2 separate regions of the Bicyclus anynana genome follow, and region 2 is linked to region 1. A link is a contact called in public Hi-C data. All regions are on one chromosome and are shown on one strand. The core of a region is the stretch at or near the end of the contact, and the rest is flanking DNA. Distances in the headings are between cores, read along the strand shown. Region 1 overlaps LOC112049763 (eukaryotic translation initiation factor 4B). Region 2 holds the start of LOC112049660 (transmembrane and ubiquitin-like domain-containing protein 1).

Evidence for each region. A called contact is a pair of places that touch in the nucleus more often than the background predicts.
Region 2: a contact with region 1 is called in a Hi-C map of whole body, with 1.9 times the contacts expected there. The contact joins the promoter of LOC112049660 here to the enhancer-like site in region 1. A contact is called at or near these places in 2 of 2 Hi-C or Micro-C datasets (whole body and whole larva).

Annotation. Positions count from the first base shown.
Region 1 is chr10:3,958,636-3,961,638 of ilBicAnyn1.1, forward strand. It overlaps LOC112049763 (eukaryotic translation initiation factor 4B), which reads left to right. Exons shown (of 15, transcript XR_008251119.1): 12 at 273-312; 13 at 1,228-1,886; 14 at 2,925-3,003. Among protein-coding and RNA genes, the nearest start is that of LOC112049763, 17 kb to the left of the region's middle. Within about 2 kb of position 1,481, at least 8 of the 8 cell types and tissues checked have open chromatin away from gene starts, as enhancers often do.
Region 2 is chr10:4,007,115-4,010,117 of ilBicAnyn1.1, forward strand. LOC112049660 (transmembrane and ubiquitin-like domain-containing protein 1) reads right to left here and starts at 1,470. Exons shown (of 9, transcript XM_024087675.2): 1 at 1,160-1,470; 2 at 1-54. The coding sequence starts at 47. LOC112049645 (double-strand-break repair protein rad21 homolog) reads left to right here and starts at 1,689. Exons shown (of 20, transcript XM_024087633.2): 1 at 1,689-1,818; 2 at 2,026-2,332. The coding sequence starts at 2,075.

The sequences.
Region 1 (3,003 bases), core at 231-2,730:
AACTTTTGTGGTAGGTGGCAGTGGCCATCTTGGATATAAACATTGTCATAATGTATAATATTATAATAGTCAAGCCCTTTCATTTGATATCTATATTGAAGGAGTTATGAAAAACTATGTCATCCGCCATTTTGTAATGGCAGCCATCTTGGGCCGCTTTTTATCAAACACAGCTAAGATCACTACCGTCTGACTAATTCACATTTCAAACAAACAAAATAGTTTACTCAAATGCCTATGTATTAAATTTCAACTTAACATTTGCATTACAGAATGATCATTCAGGAGATCGTCGTCCTGCCCCAAGACGTGGTTAGTAACATATTAATTACATTCTATTCAGTGCGTTAGTTGAAAATTACAGCCGTGGCGATATTGCAGCTCGAGCCAAAGGCGAGAGCTATAGTAAGGAAGCAGAGGCTGTAATTATCAAAACGCACGTATGTCATACAACGTTTTATAACTATCACTTTTGTAAGGAAACACACTTTCTGAAAATTTATTTACATCTTTGCCTGTTTTCCGATGACATTTTTATACGCTTGTCATTTTTGCACAGATAACAAAGTGCGCACATCAGCGTTTGTCAGACAAATGCACCAAAAACAGCCAGTATTAGTAATAAAGTAAATTAATATTTTTGTGTTTCTGATACAGATTTACATTTATTGTCAAAATTATTATTATATTTTATTCCACAAAGTTAATGTTATTAATATAATGTTGAGCACTTTTCTGACAATTTCTTACTCTTTGCCAAGATTAAAAAAGTACCGTTAAGGTTTTATATTACATTACGGCACATGTGCATTTTACTTTACATTAGGGTACATGTGCGTAATGAGATACATTACGATATTGAAATTGGTGAAATAAGCGATACTCTACAAGCAAATGTGTTATAAATTATCTTTACTAATATTACAGTTTTCATATAAAACGTCTTTTTGTGTTGTTCTACAGTCTATCGAAGAAGGCTACATTGATATAACATTATTCTACAACCATTAGGAGCATTTTAATGAAAAATGAGCCAAGAACTAAGAACGGAAAAAGTTATTTCTTTTATTAGCTTCTGTTGTGTGACTGCAAAAACGGTTAATGGTACACAAAAATCATATAACACAGAATTATAAATGTAATGAAAATGTAACTAATCATGTAATAATAGTTTTATTGTGTTTACATGTACATTTTCATAAGGAAATTGTTTATGCTTGATTATAGATGATCGCGATCGCGGCAGAGACTCGCGGAGCTACAACCGAGATAGGCGCGACGACGACAGACGCGACTACTCCACCGACAGAGACAGGCGCGATTATTCCCGAGACGACAAGGACCGACGCGACCGAGACGATCGCCGCGATTGGGACGACAAAGACCGACGCGACAGGGACGATCGAGACAGACGCGACAGGGACGATAGGGACCGACGCGACAGGGACGATAGAGACCGACGCGATAGGGACGATAGAGATCGGCGCGATGGGGACGATAGAGACCGGCGCGACAGGGATGATAGAGATCGACGCGACGGGGATGATAGAGACCGACGCGACGGGGATGATAGAAACCGACGCGACGGCGACGACAGGGACAGGCGCGACGACAGAGACAGACGCGATGACAGGGATGATTACAAGGACGATAGACGCGATAGCAGGGACCGCGACAGTAGGGACGACAGACGCGACCGGTACGAGGACAGGCGCGACAGGGTCGACGATGATAGGAGAGACTCGTCGCGGGACAAACGCTCTCGAGACACGTCGCGGGAGATACAAGACGAGCAGGCGCAGCGCAACGGTCGCCACAGTCGCAGCCGCGACAGACACGAGCCCGACGATAAACCCATGCCCAAGTTGAAAGAGCAAGAGAAACCGGTATGTTCAGTATTTTATTTTACATACAAAACACATGACAGTAGATGTCTGTGTCTTTACTTAAGTTTAAACTGTGAAAGCGAAATCCTTGTTATTTACGTTTTCACGCTATAACTACTCAACTGTAATTATGTACGAATATTTTTTTAAACGGGTACATACCACGATAAAATGCCGAGATTTTTAATGTCTCGTCTAAAAAATGTCGGCATTTTATCGTGGTATGTATCCGTTTAAATAATATTCGTAATGAACAACCACGAAATAAGTTTGCAATTATGTACTTGTCTTGAGAGTACATTTTAACAGATCTTCAAACTGTTCCTGAACAAGTAAAAATAACTTACAGTGAAGTTGCGCACTGTGGTAAATATTTATGATGATTTAAGATGCACTATAAATTAACTTGGTAACAGAGAAGAACTAATTTAAAATAAAAATGGTTCAACATTGTAATTTTTTCGAAATTAGGAGATAAACCTTCATTCAATAGCAATATTTCCATTTTTGCCAATACTCTCACGTAATTAACTTATACTGGGGTAGTTGTGTTGTTTTTTAAATAGTTATAAAGTGTCCTTTGAGTCATCATCATCATCATCATATCAGCTGATGGACGTCCACTGCAGGACATAGGCCTTTTGTAGGGACTTCCAAACATCACAATACTGAGCCACCTGTATCCAGCAAATCCCTGCGACTCGCTTGATGTCGTCAGTCCACCTGGTAGGGGGTCGACCAACACTGCGCTTTCTAGTGCGGGATCGCCATTTCAGCACTTTGGGACCCCAACATCCATCAGCTCTTCGAACTATGTGCCCCGCCCATTGCCACTTCAGCTTCGCAACTTGTTGAGCTATGTCGGTGACTTTGGTTCTCCTGCGGATCTCCTCATTTCTGATTCGATCACGTTGAGATACTCCTAACATGGCTTGTTCCATCGCCCGCTGTGTGAATCTGAGCCTTCATATGAGGCCCATAGTTAGCGACCAAGTGTTTGAGTACACCCAATAAAATAAAATATTTTAACATTTACAGAACTTTGTAGCATCAAACAAATTCAGCTTCCTCGAGGACGCCGACGACGGCGGCTCGGACTAGCGCGGCGAGATCTACA
Region 2 (3,003 bases), core at 220-2,719, 48 kb after region 1:
ACCAAAAATTGCACCACTTCATCCCCTACACCTTCTATTAGTGTCATTTTGAATCTAAAACCAAAATATTTTAAAATTAAAATATTTTAAAATATTTTTACAGTACAACTTCATTATACACACTTCTTTTCATAATTTTCATTAAAACCCATATTCGGCTCACTGCTAAGCTCAAGTCTCCTCTCAGAATAAGAGGGGTTAGGGCAATAGTCCACCACGCTGGCCCAATGCGGATTGGCAGACTTCACACATGCAGAGATTTAAGAAAATTCTTTGGTATGCAGGTTTCCTCACAATGTTTTTCCTTCACCATTTGAGACATGTGATATTTAATTTCTTAACATGCACACAACTCAAAGTTGGAGGTGCATGCCCCAGATCGGATTCCAACCCACACCCTCCGGAATCTGAAGCAGAGTTCATATCCACTGGGCTATCACGGCTCTACACTTCTTTTACTTGTGGCTAAATAAATTTGGAAATCATACTGTTATTCTCTTTAACAGAGAAACTGACAGACAGATCTAAATTGTTTTTGTTACACTTTTTTCCACTGTATTTGTTGGTTAAGGGTTAGAAATTTGAAAGGTCCAAGGTTCAATCACTAATAGCTTTAGCTTGTAGCACACGCTTCTTATTATCTTAGAGCAGAAGGCTATCCAGCATAAGAATACTTAGGTGATTTGCACTTGTTACATTATGTTGTATTACTTTAAACTAAGAGGTAAATAGATAAAGCCAAAGCATGCCACCAGGCCAGCAAAGAATGAATTGTCATTTTTTTTTGTACAGAACCAAATAAAATTCCAACACAAGACCTCTCAGTACCTAATAAATCAATGTGAACTTTGGCAGAACTTGTTAAAATATTTTATAATTATACAAATATTCAACATATTTTGTCATTTGAGGACTTTTCAAGGACTTTTTTAAGATACACAAATATTGTGGAAAGTTGAGGCTGTGCTCCAACATAGAACAAACACAAAAAAAATATTTAATTTTACTATTATTTACAAAGTAAATGGAATATTACTGGAATCCACAGATAACAAATGGTACTTGTTCAGTATAAATAATTTTATGCATTCGATAGCGCTCAAGGTCACGTACATGCCAACCAAAATACAGTAAAATGATTAAACACAAACGCACTTACCTTACTCAGTTGCAAATAATGTGTAGTTTAAATTTAAAACAGCTGTTTAGAATGCCATCAGTTCAGAATCAATAGCAAGAGAGGACATCTCTAAGCCAGCTGAAAATACAATTACGTCGACCGTCTGAAAACCATTATAATTTCCGATATTTGAAAGGTGCGACTTCTATTTGCAAGAAGATAAACATTTACACTGTCGCGGTAACTTTTTGTGCGATTAAATTACACCAAAACCAATAATTGTTGCAATTACTAATTAATTACATTAAAAATTCACAAAATTACTTCAAAATCTGACAATTTGACAAATCAAATTGACTTGACAATTGCACGCCACAGATAACGTAACTGTCACAGGCACAGGGTAATTTTTCCTATTCTTCTCATTACACCAAGAAATTAAATAAAAACATTTACAATGATCCATTTTTTATATCTATGTACATTAATAATTAGTCATGTAACAAGTCTATAAAATCTTCAAGTATATTTTTTTAGGTTCTTTGCTTTATAGTATTCGAATTCTGAACGAATGTGACGGTTCATCATTGATTCATGAACTGTCGGTCTCTATCCGCCATCTTGAAAGCATAATTGTTGTCATGTTTACGTTGTACTTATGTGAATGCTATAGAAATTGTTATTTCTAATAAAAATAGGTGCTTACGCGTTATTACATAAATAAAAACTAAAATCTAATGCCTAAGCAATGTTCTAATATAAAAATTTATGCTGTGATCATGTTCTATTCGCAAATTATTTCGAAAGTAGAATAGGCGCCAAATTAGTCTTGAAAGCATTAGGTTTTGTTAATTTCTTTCAATGTGTAATTTGTTTTTGTGTTCATTTGTTCATTCTTTTCACAGAAATAATTTGATGTAACTAATAAAGTAACGGGTAAAGTGAACTGCCACGATGTTTTACGCGCACTTTGTGCTGGCCAAAAAGGGCCCATTGGCCAAAATTTGGCTGGCAGCTCATTGGGACAAGAAGTTGACCAAGGCGCACGTATTTGAAACCAACATTGAGAAATCAGTTGACGGAATCCTAAAGCCAAAAGTGAAGATGGCCTTGCGTACTTCAGGCCATCTATTGCTGGGAGTAGTCAGAATCTATTCTAGGAAAGCCAAGTATCTGCTGCAAGATTGTAATGAGGCTTTCGTTAAGATCAAGGTAAGACTAAATTTTCTGTGAACTAATTACATTTTGTAATGAAAGAGCATCTGTATCATGATAAACTTTTAAATTGGTAGGTCAACAGTCAAGCATATTGTGACAGAGTCCAATCAAGTAGTGCTGCGATTATTTCTCCCGCCAAACAGCATTGCTGAGTTCCACTCTTTAGCATGGTTGCTGGCTAATTACAGGCACATGATTCTTAACAATTAATGTTTATGTACAGAGGACTATTGTAGGATGTGTTCTTGTATGCCTTGTGAAGTGTTATTCTGTTTAGGCTATGGTTTTTTATTATTTACACAAAAGGCCTTATTCCATTATTTGGGCCCTCTGTTTGGGCTATTGTTACTATAAAAAGATAAAAAAAAAATGCCAACATAAGATGCAAATGGTTTATATACTTGTATTGAAGTACAATTTAGACTCCGAGCAGATCCTCTGACTTATGACTGATGGAGGGTTAAGGATGTCCTTGACAGTTAACTAACACTCCCCTTCTCCACTTGTGTTGTTCTACCTGTCGAGCCAAATTTGGTAAGATCCTACTAGAGCAGCTTTGGATACCCTTTCTGATATATTCCTTTGAATTCAGTCTTTTACGAAGATGTTTAAAAGGCACTGCTTCAGCAATTGTGGTTTTTCTTTGGTATTCTCATAATATTGTA